3 separate regions of the Sus scrofa genome follow, and all the other regions are linked to region 3. The links are chromatin contacts, called in public Hi-C and promoter capture Hi-C maps. All regions are on one chromosome and are shown on one strand. The core of a region is the stretch at or near the end of the contact, and the rest is flanking DNA. Distances in the headings are between cores, read along the strand shown.

Evidence for each region. Promoter capture Hi-C pulls out the DNA fragments that hold promoters and counts their contacts. A called contact is a pair of places that touch in the nucleus more often than the background predicts.
Region 1: a contact with region 3 is called in a Hi-C map of skeletal muscle, with 5 times the contacts expected there. The contact joins the promoter of GPANK1 here to the promoter of PRR3 in region 3. A contact is called at or near these places in 2 of 47 Hi-C or Micro-C datasets (heart right ventricle and skeletal muscle).
Region 2: a contact with region 3 is called in a promoter capture Hi-C map of liver, with 3 times the contacts expected there. The contact joins the promoter of DDX39B here to the promoter of PRR3 in region 3. A contact is called at or near these places in 1 of 5 promoter capture datasets (liver) and 2 of 47 Hi-C or Micro-C datasets (embryonic fibroblasts and heart right ventricle).

The regions. Positions count from the first base shown.
Region 1 is chr7:23,778,368-23,782,249 of Sscrofa11.1, reverse strand. It overlaps GPANK1 (G-patch domain and ankyrin repeats 1), which reads left to right and starts at 1,904. Exons shown (of 3, transcript NM_001145383.1): 1 at 1,904-2,429; 2 at 2,923-3,616. The coding sequence starts at 3,012. CSNK2B (casein kinase 2 beta) reads right to left here and starts at 1,056. Exons shown (of 7, transcript NM_001145377.2): 1 at 1,048-1,056; 2 at 364-446. The coding sequence starts at 435.
Region 2 is chr7:23,664,869-23,669,293 of Sscrofa11.1, reverse strand. It overlaps DDX39B (DExD-box helicase 39B), which reads left to right and starts at 1,677. Exons shown (of 10, transcript NM_001005157.1): 1 at 1,677-1,887; 2 at 2,666-2,793; 3 at 3,067-3,159. The coding sequence starts at 1,677. It overlaps LOC102161099 (a long non-coding RNA gene), which reads right to left and starts at 138. Exons shown (of 2, transcript XR_002345613.1): 1 at 1-138.
Region 3 is chr7:23,111,247-23,115,608 of Sscrofa11.1, reverse strand. PRR3 (proline-rich protein 3) reads right to left here and starts at 3,080. Exons shown (of 5, transcript XR_002345608.1): 1 at 1,941-3,080; 2 at 1,182-1,244. It overlaps GNL1 (G protein nucleolar 1 (putative)), which reads left to right and starts at 3,195. Exons shown (of 12, transcript NM_001128478.1): 1 at 3,195-3,267; 2 at 3,686-3,851; 3 at 4,226-4,362. The coding sequence starts at 3,195.

The DNA of each region.
Region 1 (3,882 bases), core at 655-3,154, 670 kb before region 3:
CTGAAGGCGCTCACAATCCCTTATGTTAACACACAGCTCTGCACGTTACAAAACATTTTAACGTGAGGTGTCTTAATTCTCCTAATAGCTACCAGAAACAGGTGCTACCGGTAGCACTGTGGTAATAAAAACATGGGTTGATGAGTCCAACATTACATTGCTGGAGGGTGGCAGGGTCAACCTGAGGCCCAGTCTTGCCTTCAGTATGAGTTAGTGAGAGAATTACTAAGGAGACTCTTTCTTAACGTGAAAGGGTTTTTACGGAAGACTGTAAAACAAGTATCTAGAAACTGAATATATACTATGCGAGAGAATGCCTGGCCAGATTATATGTGGAAAGGGACAAGGAGGTTAAGAACTCACTTCACAGAAGAATTCATTGCCACGGAGCCCACAGAACCAGGAAATCCAGGACACCTCCTCTGAGCTGCTCATCTTCACTTCAGCTAGAAAAAGAAGAGTGTCAGCCTAAGCTCTCCTCCCTGCCTCTGATATCCTCCCTCTTCCCACACTTTGCCCTCCAACCACAGAAGAATTTAGGGCCACCCTTTCTTAAAGGATCCTAGACTGGAGCAGTTCTCTCCAGCTCCTCCTATTCACACCTCAACCCCTTTTTTCAGAGACAGGAAATTCTCTGGGGTCCCAACACTTGTGTGTAACCGGCAGGTCTTGACCCATTAGTCCTATCCACATCCCTAACGCTCCCCAAGGCCAGGCCCCTCTCTCCTCTATGTCAACTCCAGCAGGGCCTGCGGCTCAGATTCCCTACCCCCGCAAGTCTCCGTTTGTCCCCGGCCCCATTCCCAAGGTTTCCGAAGTTTCTTTCCAGGCAAGAGCTAAGCTCCTCTTTTTCTCAAAGTCTGGGGATGGCAGTTAGGTCCCTTTCACGGGAGTCTCCTTATCCCGCCTCCATCCTTCAGACCACCCCCTCCTTCCTTCGGTCCCGGACCTGGTCACTTCCTTCCCCACCCCCACATCAAGGCACGGAGACCCCTTGTGCCGCGCCCAGGAACAGGGGACGCGGCGCGGCAACGACCTCAGACTCACCGGCTGGACGGGGACTGGGACCGGGGGGGCGGGGAGGGGAGGGGAGTTTCTGCTTCCAAGGAACCGCGGCGACGGCTACAACGCAGGCCGCGGATCCAACCGCGGCAGGCGAAGTGGGGCGGGGGGAGTGGAAACTGGGGAGGGTGGGGAAGAGGGCAACGCGCAAGCGCTTAAAATCGTGCGCCGCGGTGAACGCCGGGAGATGGAGTCCTCGGAAGCTAGAAACTGGCGCAACTGAGAAAGGGCGAACTACGAATCCCAGGACGACCCGCCCACGACCCTGGTGTCGCGAGGCCCCTGAGGGAAACGCTCCGGGGCGGGGCGTAGGGAGCCGCCACCGGAAGCGGAAACGCAGTACCGTGTTCTGGGCCAGGGAGCCTGGGAAATATAGTCGAGTGATCTTATCACCGTGGGGCTGAGAGGGGGCGGGGAAAGGAACAAGACAGGCTGGATCATTTACTGCCGCTCCCTCTCACACAACGAGCCTCAGGCGTGCGGCCCTGCTACCCAGACCATTGACCTCATCACCGACCAGCTGCCTGGCCCTTATCGCTTGTGGAGCCCCCCTGTCCGAGTCAGCCTGCCAAGGAGACCCTCAACGGGGCCCATATTTCACTCAAGGGTTTGATCTCCTGAGGTGGGAGGTGAGGCCGGGTTCCGCGCTGAGGGACCTGGGTAGGGTGTGCTGGCTGAGCTGAGAGGTGTGAGAATCGGGAAGGTCCCGTGCGCTAACCTGAGGTGGCGCCAGCCATTCTGTTGCTCGTCCCCTTGCACTTCTCCATTTCCTTTTAAGGCTTGAACAGGGCCTTCTGCTGCGGGTGCTAAGTGCGACCTTCCAACCCTGGTCAGATTAATGGTGAGGGGCTGCGTGACTATTTCATTTCACGGCTTCTGGGCATTCTCCGCCTCAGGGCCTTTCTTAACCCAGAGGGTGGTTTCCCAGGTCCAGAAAATGAGCTTGGAGCGGGGGCCACGTTGAGGGAGGCGAAGAGCATTGTGGGGGCGTTAGGTAAAAGCAGGACCCCAACCGACAGATATTTCTCGATCCTCGCGCTACCAGGGCACGTGGCGTTTTGCGCTTGTGTTATTGGAAAGATTCCAGGGCGGGAAATAGCCCGGAGCAGCGCGCCTGCGTGCTCCAGTATTGTTTTTGTTTGTCCCCCGCCCGCTCCCCATTCAGCTGCGCATGCGGCTTTGACTGTGGACGCCTTTGCTTAGAGTAGCGCCATTTTGCAGTACGGAAGCTGCAAAGCAACGAGTGGAACCTCCCCGCGAATCGGCTTCCTGCTTCCGGACAAATGTCAAGTCTGTTTTTGTTTAAGAATACCCCGAAATAGGATCCAGGAAGATTTAAAGAGCCAGGCTGATTGTTTTCCTTAATGGTATGTCCCGCGCAGTTGTAAAGTAGTTTCAGAGAAAGGCTGTTATTATTGATGGTGAGGATGGAGTGGGGGCAGAGCACAGGACTTCTGGGCAACTGTCTTACAGAGTCTACTTTGTTAACCTTTACTAAGGGGCATGGTCTGTTACCATAGGGTTTCCTATTTTTACACAATCCGTGGTCCTCGGGGTTCACTTTCCGCGTAGGAGGGTTTTTGTTTGTTTTTGTCTTTAGGGCTGCACCGGTGGCATATGGAGGCTCCCAGGCTAGAAATGGAATTGGAGCTACAGCTGCTGGCCTACACCACAGCCACAGCAACGCAGGATCCAGCCGTGTCTGCAACCTACACCACAGCTCACAGCAACGCCGGATCCTTAACCCACTGATCTGAGGCCAGGGATCGAATCTAATCAGGTTTGTTAACCACTGAGCCACGAAGGGAACTCCCGGGAGGGGATTTTTGATTCTAAGGATACTTGTTTTTATCCCAGCAGGTGTCTGTAGGTGATTCTGGTCATTGCAGGACCATCTGGGACTTGGCTTCCCCCTGCCTAATCTCATTTTCCCAACTCTCCCCAAAGCCATGTCCGGGTCCTCCCTCATTAACTTTACCCCAGCCACTGACCCCAGTGATCTCTGGAAAGATGGGCAACTGCAGTCACACCCTGAAGAGCTGGAGCCCACCCTGGATGGGGCTGCAGCCCGGGCTTTCTATGAAGCTTTGATTGGGGACGAGGACAGCACCCCTGAGCCCCAGAGATCTCAGCCTGAGCCTGCTAGAAAGAGGAAGAAAAGACGAACGATGAGGGAGACTACAGCAGGAGCATCAGGAGAAGATGGACAAAGGAGATCCCTTGAGGCAGAGGACAAGATGACCCAGCAGATACTGAGGGCAGCCCAGGAGGGGGACCTGGCAAAACTGAAAAAGCTGTTGGATCCCCATGAGGCAGGGGGAGCTGGAGGGAATATCAACGCTCGAGATGCTTTCTGGTGGACCCCACTGATGTGTGCTGCCCGAGCAGGCCAGGGGGCAGCTGTGCGCTATCTCCTGGGCCGTGGGGCGGCCTGGGTGGGGGTCTGCGAGCTGGGTGGCAGGGATGCTGCTCAGCTGGCGGAAGAAGCAGGCTTCCCTGAAGTGGCCCGCATGGTCAGAGAGAGCCCCGGAGAGACAAGGAGTCCAGAGAACCGGTAAGGGGAAGCCTTATCTTTCATTGTGTTCTGCCCTTCCTCACACTTCACACAGGAGGCCACAGAATAGAGCCAAAGGGTTTACTTTCCTGTTCCCTAATGTAGGCTGATCGGGCAGTGTGATTATGAACAGGATACTCCCTTGGATTATTTTTTATATAAAACATTTTTTTCATTAAAAAAAAAATTGGGGTAGTTCCCATTGCGGCTCAGTGGTAACAAACCCAACTAGTATCCATGAGGACGAGGGTTCAGTCCCTGACCTC
Region 2 (4,425 bases), core at 428-2,927, 560 kb before region 3:
ATAAAAAGATAACACTGGGAGAAAATGCTGGTTTCCTTTATGCCTTTTGTTACTGGCATTAGCGGCGGAGTTAAAAGTGGCTTTTTCTTTCACAAAGGCACTTTCTAAAGGCAACCCTAGAGCGCGCGGAACCATAGAATGGTGGAAGGTCCTTCTTCCGGTCTCTTGCGTCTGCGCGCTCACAGCGAAGAAGGCGGGAGGCCGGCGGAGGTGGGGGGTGGGGAGCGGGGAACCGGAAGTGAAGGCCGATTCCCTCCTTCGTCGCTGTTGCCGCCGCCATACGCCTTCGCCTTGTTCAGGTAAGGTTTGGCTTTCAGCACAATCCGACTCCATCTGCGTTTCTCTGCGGCCATCCCGTCGCAGGGCTCCTGATAACCCTTGTACAAGCTACGGTCTGGTCGCCGGGGTCTGATTGAGTTGTTACTTCCACCGCATACATTCCTTTCAAGAGCAAGAAGGTTGGGGGGGCGGAGGCAGGGAAGCGGCGCGCGGGGGAGGGGGGGAAGTCCAAGATGGTGGCCCTGGCGCCATTGTGTTTCCTTTACTCTTCGCTCCTCCAGTGGGCGCCTGCTTAATCGGAGGCCCCAGCGGCGATGAGAGGTGACGCTAGGCGTCCTCTGGCCTTGGGCATTTGCGGAGGGCGGGGCTCTTTTCATCCTCCCGCTTATTTTTGCGTTGTCGGCTCGCGGTAGTGGGAATCGGCGGCTTCTGGGCCTAGTTGAACTTTTCTCATTTCGGCCTTCCCACTATTATTTAGAGCGTTTTAATTGTTTAGGAATGGTGTCAATGTGTTTTTCGGAAAGGGGGTGAGGCCTGAAGAGTAACGCAATGGTGACGAAGGTTTTACTTATTAACTGGAAAGAGGATTCATCTTAGTTATTGGCCTGCTTTTCATTCATTGTTTGTTGGGGAGATGAATTTTTCCCGGTCTGGCATTTCTCTAGACCCCTCCCCCCGCCATAAGTTACCCAAGGCCTTTAAACGCCAGAAGGCGGTTACTGAGGAGTGGGAGGCTGGAGTGCTGGGGAGAGGTGGGTGGCAGCCACATGATGTTTTCATTTTGAAAAGTGAGAGCTTTGCGCAGTGACGACTTTTATCTATCACCCTTGACTGATGGCTGCTGTATTAGAAGTTGAGATTGTACACTTCGTAGGGAAAGCACAAGATCTTGAGGGCCTGTCATTTTGTCGTTTTCATTCTCCGTTCTTAAGTCATTATCTATGTTCTGCTTTTCATGGTTTTTTTTTTTTTTTCTTTCTTTCTTTCTTTGCTGCTGTCACAGACCTGGGATTTGTAAGCTGATCTTGCCCTTCCAACTTCCGGGTTTCTGCTTCTTTGAGCTGAGGTTTTGGGGAACCTGTGTCCTAATCACCTCCTCTGGGACCACTTTTTTCATTCCCTGTATTACGTTTGCTTTTCCCTTTTAATTCTTGTGGGTTTTTTTGTTACTTTCAATGTTTCATAGTTTAGGGAAAGTGGAAAGTGTGGGGATGGAAGAGGTGGCTAAGGCTCTGCTCATGACTGATGAGTCTTCTCTCTGGTTTTTTTCCCTAGCTCTTCTGTCAGAAACTAGTATTTCTTTTCCTCTCCTGTTCCTCGAGCCTCCACTCTCCCCTGTCTTATTCTGTGTGAACCCAGCCGGAGACGCCTCCCCTTCTCCCCCTGCCGGCCCAGTTATGGCAGAGAACGATGTGGACAATGAGCTCTTGGATTATGAAGACGATGAGGTGGAGACAGCAGCTGGGGGAGATGGGGCTGAGGCCCCTGCCAAGAAGGATGTCAAGGGCTCCTATGTCTCCATCCACAGCTCTGGCTTTCGTGACTTCCTGCTCAAGCCAGAGTTGCTCCGGGCCATTGTTGACTGTGGCTTTGAGCATCCATCAGAAGGTAAATTTTCCTCAGACTTTTAAAGGATGTGAGAAACATGGTTATGGTCTTTTAGTGATACGGAATTATATAAGATAGATTAGGGAAGAAGTACCAAAAACTGTTTTAGCAGTAGAAAGAGTTATATATAGGTTGGTTTTTCATTCATGGTGACAAGTAAGTGCTAGTGATGTAAAAGTAATTTAGATAGAGATCTGTTTTTCATCTTGTGACTGGCTTTTCTCCTTGTCTGCTTGTTTTTAATTTTGTTTCTTTGACTTTTAATTTAAAATTTCCAGAGAGGAGCTGGTTGGACTCTTGAGCCAAGCCAGCTCTGGTCTCTGGAAACCGTTATGGCTGGTCTAAAGGTGGCTGGCTTTGGGTCAGGTACCAAGTCCTTCATTTTGTCCAAGGTTGCAGGGTTATGTGACCCAAAGCATGACAGCCTAAGTAGGAGAAATGGCCTGTGGCAGGCACTCAAAAGTCATGGATTGTTACAGATTAAGAAACATTCGGACAGAGTCAGGAGCACCTAAGGCAAGCAATTGGTAGGTGCAAGAGGGTTGTTAGCAGGACTGTGGGGGTCTGGAACTGGAGGAGGCCAATGTTAGAAGGAACTGGGAAGGTCTGATTTGGGGATTACTTTGATTACTCGAGGGAGCAGAGGTAGAAAGGGTCTGGAAATCGACAAGAACCATTTAAGAATTGAGTAGAGAGAAACGGGTTTGGCATGGTGAAAAAGCTGGCCAAGTTAGCTGGAGACTGAAGTCTAATTATCCTTTTTCCCCCCTCCTTATAGTTCAGCATGAATGCATCCCTCAGGCCATCCTGGGAATGGATGTCCTATGCCAGGCCAAGTCAGGCATGGGGAAGACAGCGGTGTTTGTGCTGGCTACACTGCAACAGCTGGAGCCAGTTACTGGGCAGGTATGCTTGGGGAAAGTGCTGGAGGAGGCATTTTGGTTTGCAGTGTTCGGGAAGGGTGTTTGTGTCAGCTCCATGATGCATTCAGAGCCACCAGTGCTTGTTGCTAAGGTGACCTCTCATTCTTGACTGACAGCCGTGGGGAATGTTCTGTAGTAATCATGGGGTTAATGGTTTAGAGCTCCAAACTATAGTCAGTTGTGATCTGCCAGGTGTGCTTTTGTGACATACCTGAAGGGATATATTGTATGTGTCTCTCCATCTACTCCCCCCTAGGTGTCTGTACTGGTGATGTGTCACACTCGGGAGTTGGCTTTTCAGATCAGCAAGGAGTATGAGCGCTTCTCTAAATACATGCCCAATGTCAAGGTAAGCCAGGGTAAGGGGACCTGGGAGGGTGAGGGTATGGGGAGTCGGAGGCATTAGAGACTTGTTAGAGCAGCTGTCTGCATGTCCCACAGGGGTTAAACCCCTACACATGAATCTCAGTTACACCCAATACATAGTAAGTTGCTGCAGTTGTGGTGTGGAAGAGATTTATATTCTAGGGCTCATTTGGATATGCATTATAATTTCTGTGGTATTTGCAGCATTCTGATTCATGTGAGTGTGAATATGCTTTTTTTGTGTGTGTGTGTGTGTGTTTTTGCTATTTCTTTGGGCCACTCCTGTGGCACATGGAGGTTCCCAGGCTAGGGGTCGAATCGGAGCTGTAGCCACTGGCCTACGCCAGAGCCACAGCAACTCGGGATCCGAGCCGCGTCTGCAACCTACACCACAGCTCACGGCAACGCCGGATTGTGAACCCACTGAGCAAGGGCAGGGACCGAACCCGCAACCTCATGGTTCCTAGTCGGATTCGTTAACCACTGCGCCACGACGGGAACTCCTGAATATGCATTCTAACAAGATCCTCGGGTAGAGTTTGAGAAGCATTGATGTATGTAACTTTACCTTTTCCTGAAATGAAAAAAATAGTACTTTTGTTCAGATTGTTAAAATTTTCTCAGTTATTTTACGTTTAAAAGTAGTAACGTTGAAGTAATAGTTTTAAAGTAAAAGTAATTTGTTTAAAACCAAAGTAGTGATAGTGGGGAGTTCCCATCATGGCGCAGTGGTTAATGAATCTGACTAGGAGCCATGAGGTTGCGGGTTCAATCCCTGGCCTCACTCAGTGGGTTAAGGATCCGGTGTTGCCGTGAGCTGTGGTGTAGGTTGCAGAGATGGCTCGGATCGCACACTGCTGTGGCTGTGGCGTAGGCCAGTGGCTACAGCTCCGATTCGACCCCTAGCCTGGGAACCTCCATATGCCACTGGAGTGGCCCTAGAAAAGGCAAAAAGACAAAAAACAAACAAAAAGCGAAGAAGTGATGGTGGCACTTGTGCACGGTAAAAATGTTTATGCGATCCAGAGGGCCTTAGAATGAAAAGATTGTTTGCCCATCTGATTATATGTCATAGAATACCACTAGTTAATTTTTTGTTGTGGTTGTTCTGATGATTCTGTGAAACCAAGTATTAGGCAGTTTTTTCAGTTTGTCAGCATACAGGCCTTTTTGACTTTTCCATGAAAGGTTATTTAGCTTATTTATGCCATTCTAAAATTCGAAAATTGTGTTAATTTTCTAAATATAG
Region 3 (4,362 bases), core at 1,831-4,330:
TAGGGTCAAATTGGAGCTGTAGCTGCTGGTCTATGCCACAGCCACAGCCACACAGGACCTGAACCATGTCTGCGGCCTACACCACAGCTCACGGTAATGCTGGATCCTTAACCCACTGAGTGAGGCCGGGGATCAAACCCAAGTCCTCATGGATACTAGTTGGGTTTGTTAACCACTGAGCCATGATGGGAACGTCCCTATTAACTTCTTAATGGTATCATTTGATTAACGGAAGTTTGTATTTTCTAATGTAGTTCAGTTTGTCTTTCCTTTACAGTTAGTGTGTGTGTTTCTTGTCTGTTTAAAAATTCTAATCTACTTTCTTTTTTTGGCCACCCTGCAGCATTGGAGTTCCTGGGCCAGGGATCAGATCTGAGGCACAGTTTCGACCTTTGGCTGCAGCTATGGCAAAGCGGCATCCTTAACTCGATGTTCTGGGCAGGGCCGGGGACTGAACCTGGATCCTGGTGGTGCGGGGATGCCTCCAATCCTGTTGCACCACAGTGGGAACTCCTAATCTACTTTAAGACTGTGACATATATTTGTTTTCAAGAATTATTTCTTTACCTTTTATATTTAGATATATATAGTCTACTTGAAATTGCTGTTTGTATATAGCATGAAAAGGAGGTCAAATTTCTCCACCCCCTCCATGAACACCATATTAATCCAGCATCATTTACTGAAAAGACCACTATTTTATTTCAGTTTCATCTTCATCATTAACAAAGTGACCATGTATGTGTGGACCTGTTACTGAACTCTTTATGCCATTCTGTTTATTTATATGGCTCTCATTTGGCCAGTATCATAGCATCATAACTACTATAGTTTTACAATAAGGCTTGATATTCAGAATAAGCCCTTCCACTTTGACTGTCTTTGCAATCTCTCACCTTGACCCTTTGCATTTACATACAAGAATGTAGAATGTTTACTTTCTACAAAAACTTTGTAGGGATTATAACTGTGAGTGCATTGATCCTATAGGTCAATTTGGGAAGAACTGACACTTTCACAGCATTGAGTTTTTTCAATCTGTCAGGACATATTTTCCATTAATTTAAGAGGTATAGAATGCCTGATCTTTGAAGTCCTTCCTGGGTTTCAGTCTGTACTCCCCCACCCCATTCCTCCCTTCTCAGGACCTAATCCAAGAATCACGGCCCCTTTCTCCTCACCTGACTTGGGATCACCAGGCTTTCCATTGGCCATGGGGGGAGGACCCAGAAGGCTGGGTGGTCCTACGAGTAGACATGAAAATATGGTCATCAGAATGGACTAAAGGACTGGTGATCTTGCTTTTATATATTTTTCTTCTATTACTCATTTCTTAATCTAACTGCTAAAGCCAGGTATATTCTCAGTTACCAGCTCTCACCCTATCTATCTGCAAAGCATTTTCAGGATTTGCAAAGTGGAGACTCAAGGGGAATAATGAGGAAAGGATATCTACAAACTTTCTCTTAGGCTGTTGCTATCCAAAAGATCCTAAGTGGTTCCAGAAGTAATCCAATTTCTCGCTTTAACTGTTGACCAATCAGATAGCTCTCCCCACCTCCATCCCATTCCCGAGTAGTTTAAAGAAGGCTGCTCTTCCACCTTCCCTGTGAAAGTCTGGTCACAAACTGTCATCCCAGTCATGCAATCTGCAACCTCTCTAGGGCCCCCACTCCCCTGTCGTGCTGCGGCTGCGCACACGAACTCTTCGTCTTCTCCCTTGACTTCTTTAGAAAGGTTTAGGGGCCGGTTTGAAGTTAAGGGTTCAAGTAAGAGATCTCACATAGTGCTCTATTCCGGACAGGCCTCCCCCAGCCCCCGCCCCAGCGCGTGCGCCCTTCCTCCTTCCGTTAGAGCCCCCTCCCCAGCACATTTTCGGCGGCTAGCCCCTCGCCTGGCCCAGCTGACAGGCATGTGCACACCCCTCTCGGACTCCTCACCGATGGGACTCCCATCCTCCTCATCTCCAGTCTCTTCCCGCTCTGTCAGTGGGGGCTGCTGATGCGGAGGCTGCTGCTGCTGAGTCTGCTTCTTTCGTTTCGGCATCGTGGTTGCGGCAATGGCTGCAGCGGGATTTGGAGAGCAGTGAGGAAGGGGCACGCTGGAATTCTGTTTCCGCTTCCGGGGGGGCAGTGGACAGTGAAGGCTGGGGCTCCCGCCATTTCACTTCCGGAAGGCTCTGGGGACCCTTTGTGCGGCTCGTCTCACATCAGCAGGCTCCCTCGGCCTTAGCCAGGCGTGGCAGCAATCCCAAACCATTCCTTTATCGCATTTCTATGAACGCTTGAAAAAGTCGCTCGCTTCCCCCCGGCTGGGAAAAAAACACAACCGGCTCCTCACAGTGTGTCATAGAGTCGGCGGGCTCTCGGGGCAGAAAGCCTGACAGAGGGGCTGTCGCACCCTAAGATCGCCACATCCGGTCCCCGGTTTCTATGGTAACAGCTGCAGGCACAACTTCGTGCCCTGTGACCTCCCTCCAAACATCCTTGTCCCACCTGGATTTCCCTCCTCGGCCGCACTTGCACTTATGATCTGTAAATCTGCTCCTTATCACCGTTCCCACAAGGAATCTGGGTGCCAGCAGGGCAGTGCCTAGGGCTCTCCAAACCGCCATCCGCCCCTCAAGACCTCTGACCCTGTCCTAGTGTAGCCCAGTCATTTGGCTTCCTTCCCGGGACGCGTGGTCGCGGCTTTCCTCCAAGATCCAGCCGGAGGGTTGGTAAAGTAGATTCTGCGCGTCCCTTTCTCCCCCGGGTGGTAAGACCCGCCCTCCGCTCCACTGCCCCCACCAGGTGAGTGGTAGCTTCTCCCCCGCGCGCAAGGTAGTGATGACACGCGTCCCCCCTCCTCCGAGCGCTAGTTGGTAGCGTCCGTGACGAAGTTAGACCGATCCTCCCACGCGCGCCTCCTTTCTCGCGGCTGCTGAGCCCTGTCCGTGCCACTGGCTCTTACATGCTGGTAGCCCACCTCTCATCATTCTCTTGCCTCGCTCCCAGTGGAAAGTGACTGTATTTTCCCCTGGTCGTCTTCCACCCCGGCCGCGGGGGCGCATCGGCCAGGCCCGCCCGCTGACGTCACCTTCCAGCCCCGCCCCCTCCAGGGTCCCGGGCCCCTGCGACCGGGGCTGCCCCGGGGGGAGTCAGTTGAAGCGGCTGGAGCTCGGCGGAGGGCGGGCCAGGTGACTGGTCCGGGCCATGCCGAGGAAGAAGCCTTTCAGCGTGAAGCAGAAGAAGAAGCAGTTGCAGGACAAGCGGGAGCGGAAGCGAGGTCAGTGCGGGAGCCAGAAGAGGGGGCGGGGCTCGGACTCCCGCACATCTGGAGGGAGGGGTGTGCCCACCTCACCTCTGGGAGGCGTGGGAAGGGGTGGCGGCAGCGCGCCGACGCGCGTGGGCGACCGCAGAGGGGATTCCCTCACCCCAGCCCCCCTACATCTGGAAGGGGTGGGGAAGGATGGAGAGTTGGGGGAGGGGAATCCCTCCAGCTCCTACGGGGCGCCATCCCCACAGATCCCTGGAGGAGTGCCTCCCCCCACGCACATCCGGGAGGGTCCTGGGCAGAGTAGGTGGGAGGATCTGGCTTCAAAAGAATCAGGGTGGTGTGAGGAGGAGCCAGGCCAACCGTGGGGGGGGGGTCTTATGGCCCCTGAGAGCTGGCCAGCACTGGCGTCACCAGCTCCTCCCCGCAGGGCTTCAAGATGGGCTGCGATCCAGTTCCAACAGCCGCAGCGGGAGCCGGGAGCGGCGGGAGGAGCAGACTGACACCTCGGACGGGGAATCTGTGACCCATCACATCCGCAGGCTCAACCAGCAGCCTTCCCAGGGGCTGGGCCCGCGTGGCTATGACCCAAATCGGTGAGAGTGGGCGGGGGTCTCTGGCCTGGGCTTCCCCGCCTACCCGGAAGTCAGAGCGCTAGGGGAAAGCAGGCTGCTGCTGGTGGAGGCTTGAAACTGGAGATGGTGGGGCTGGGATGCGACGGTTTTCCGCGGGGCCTCTGGGTCACCAGAGCGGGCCACGATCTTCTGGACTGGAGGGGCTGGGGAGAGTTTGGCCTTCAGAAGGGCGAGACTTGGAGGAAGGCCTACTGCTGTGTGAAAAAGATTTGGGGGAGGGCCCATTCAGAGGAGTGACTTGAACTCTGGAGAGGAAGCTTTGCGAAGTTGTCTGCCCAAGAGGGTAGTTTGTGACCAAGGATTGGCGATGGATGTGGTGGTCCCTGTCCTGTTAGGTATCGGCTGCATTTTGAGCGAGACAGCCGAGAGGAGGTGGAGAGGAGAAAGAGAGCGGCCCGGGAGCAAGTGCTGCAGCCCGTGAGTGCTGAGCTGCTGGAGCTGGACATCCAGGAAGTCTATCAGCCTGGGTCTG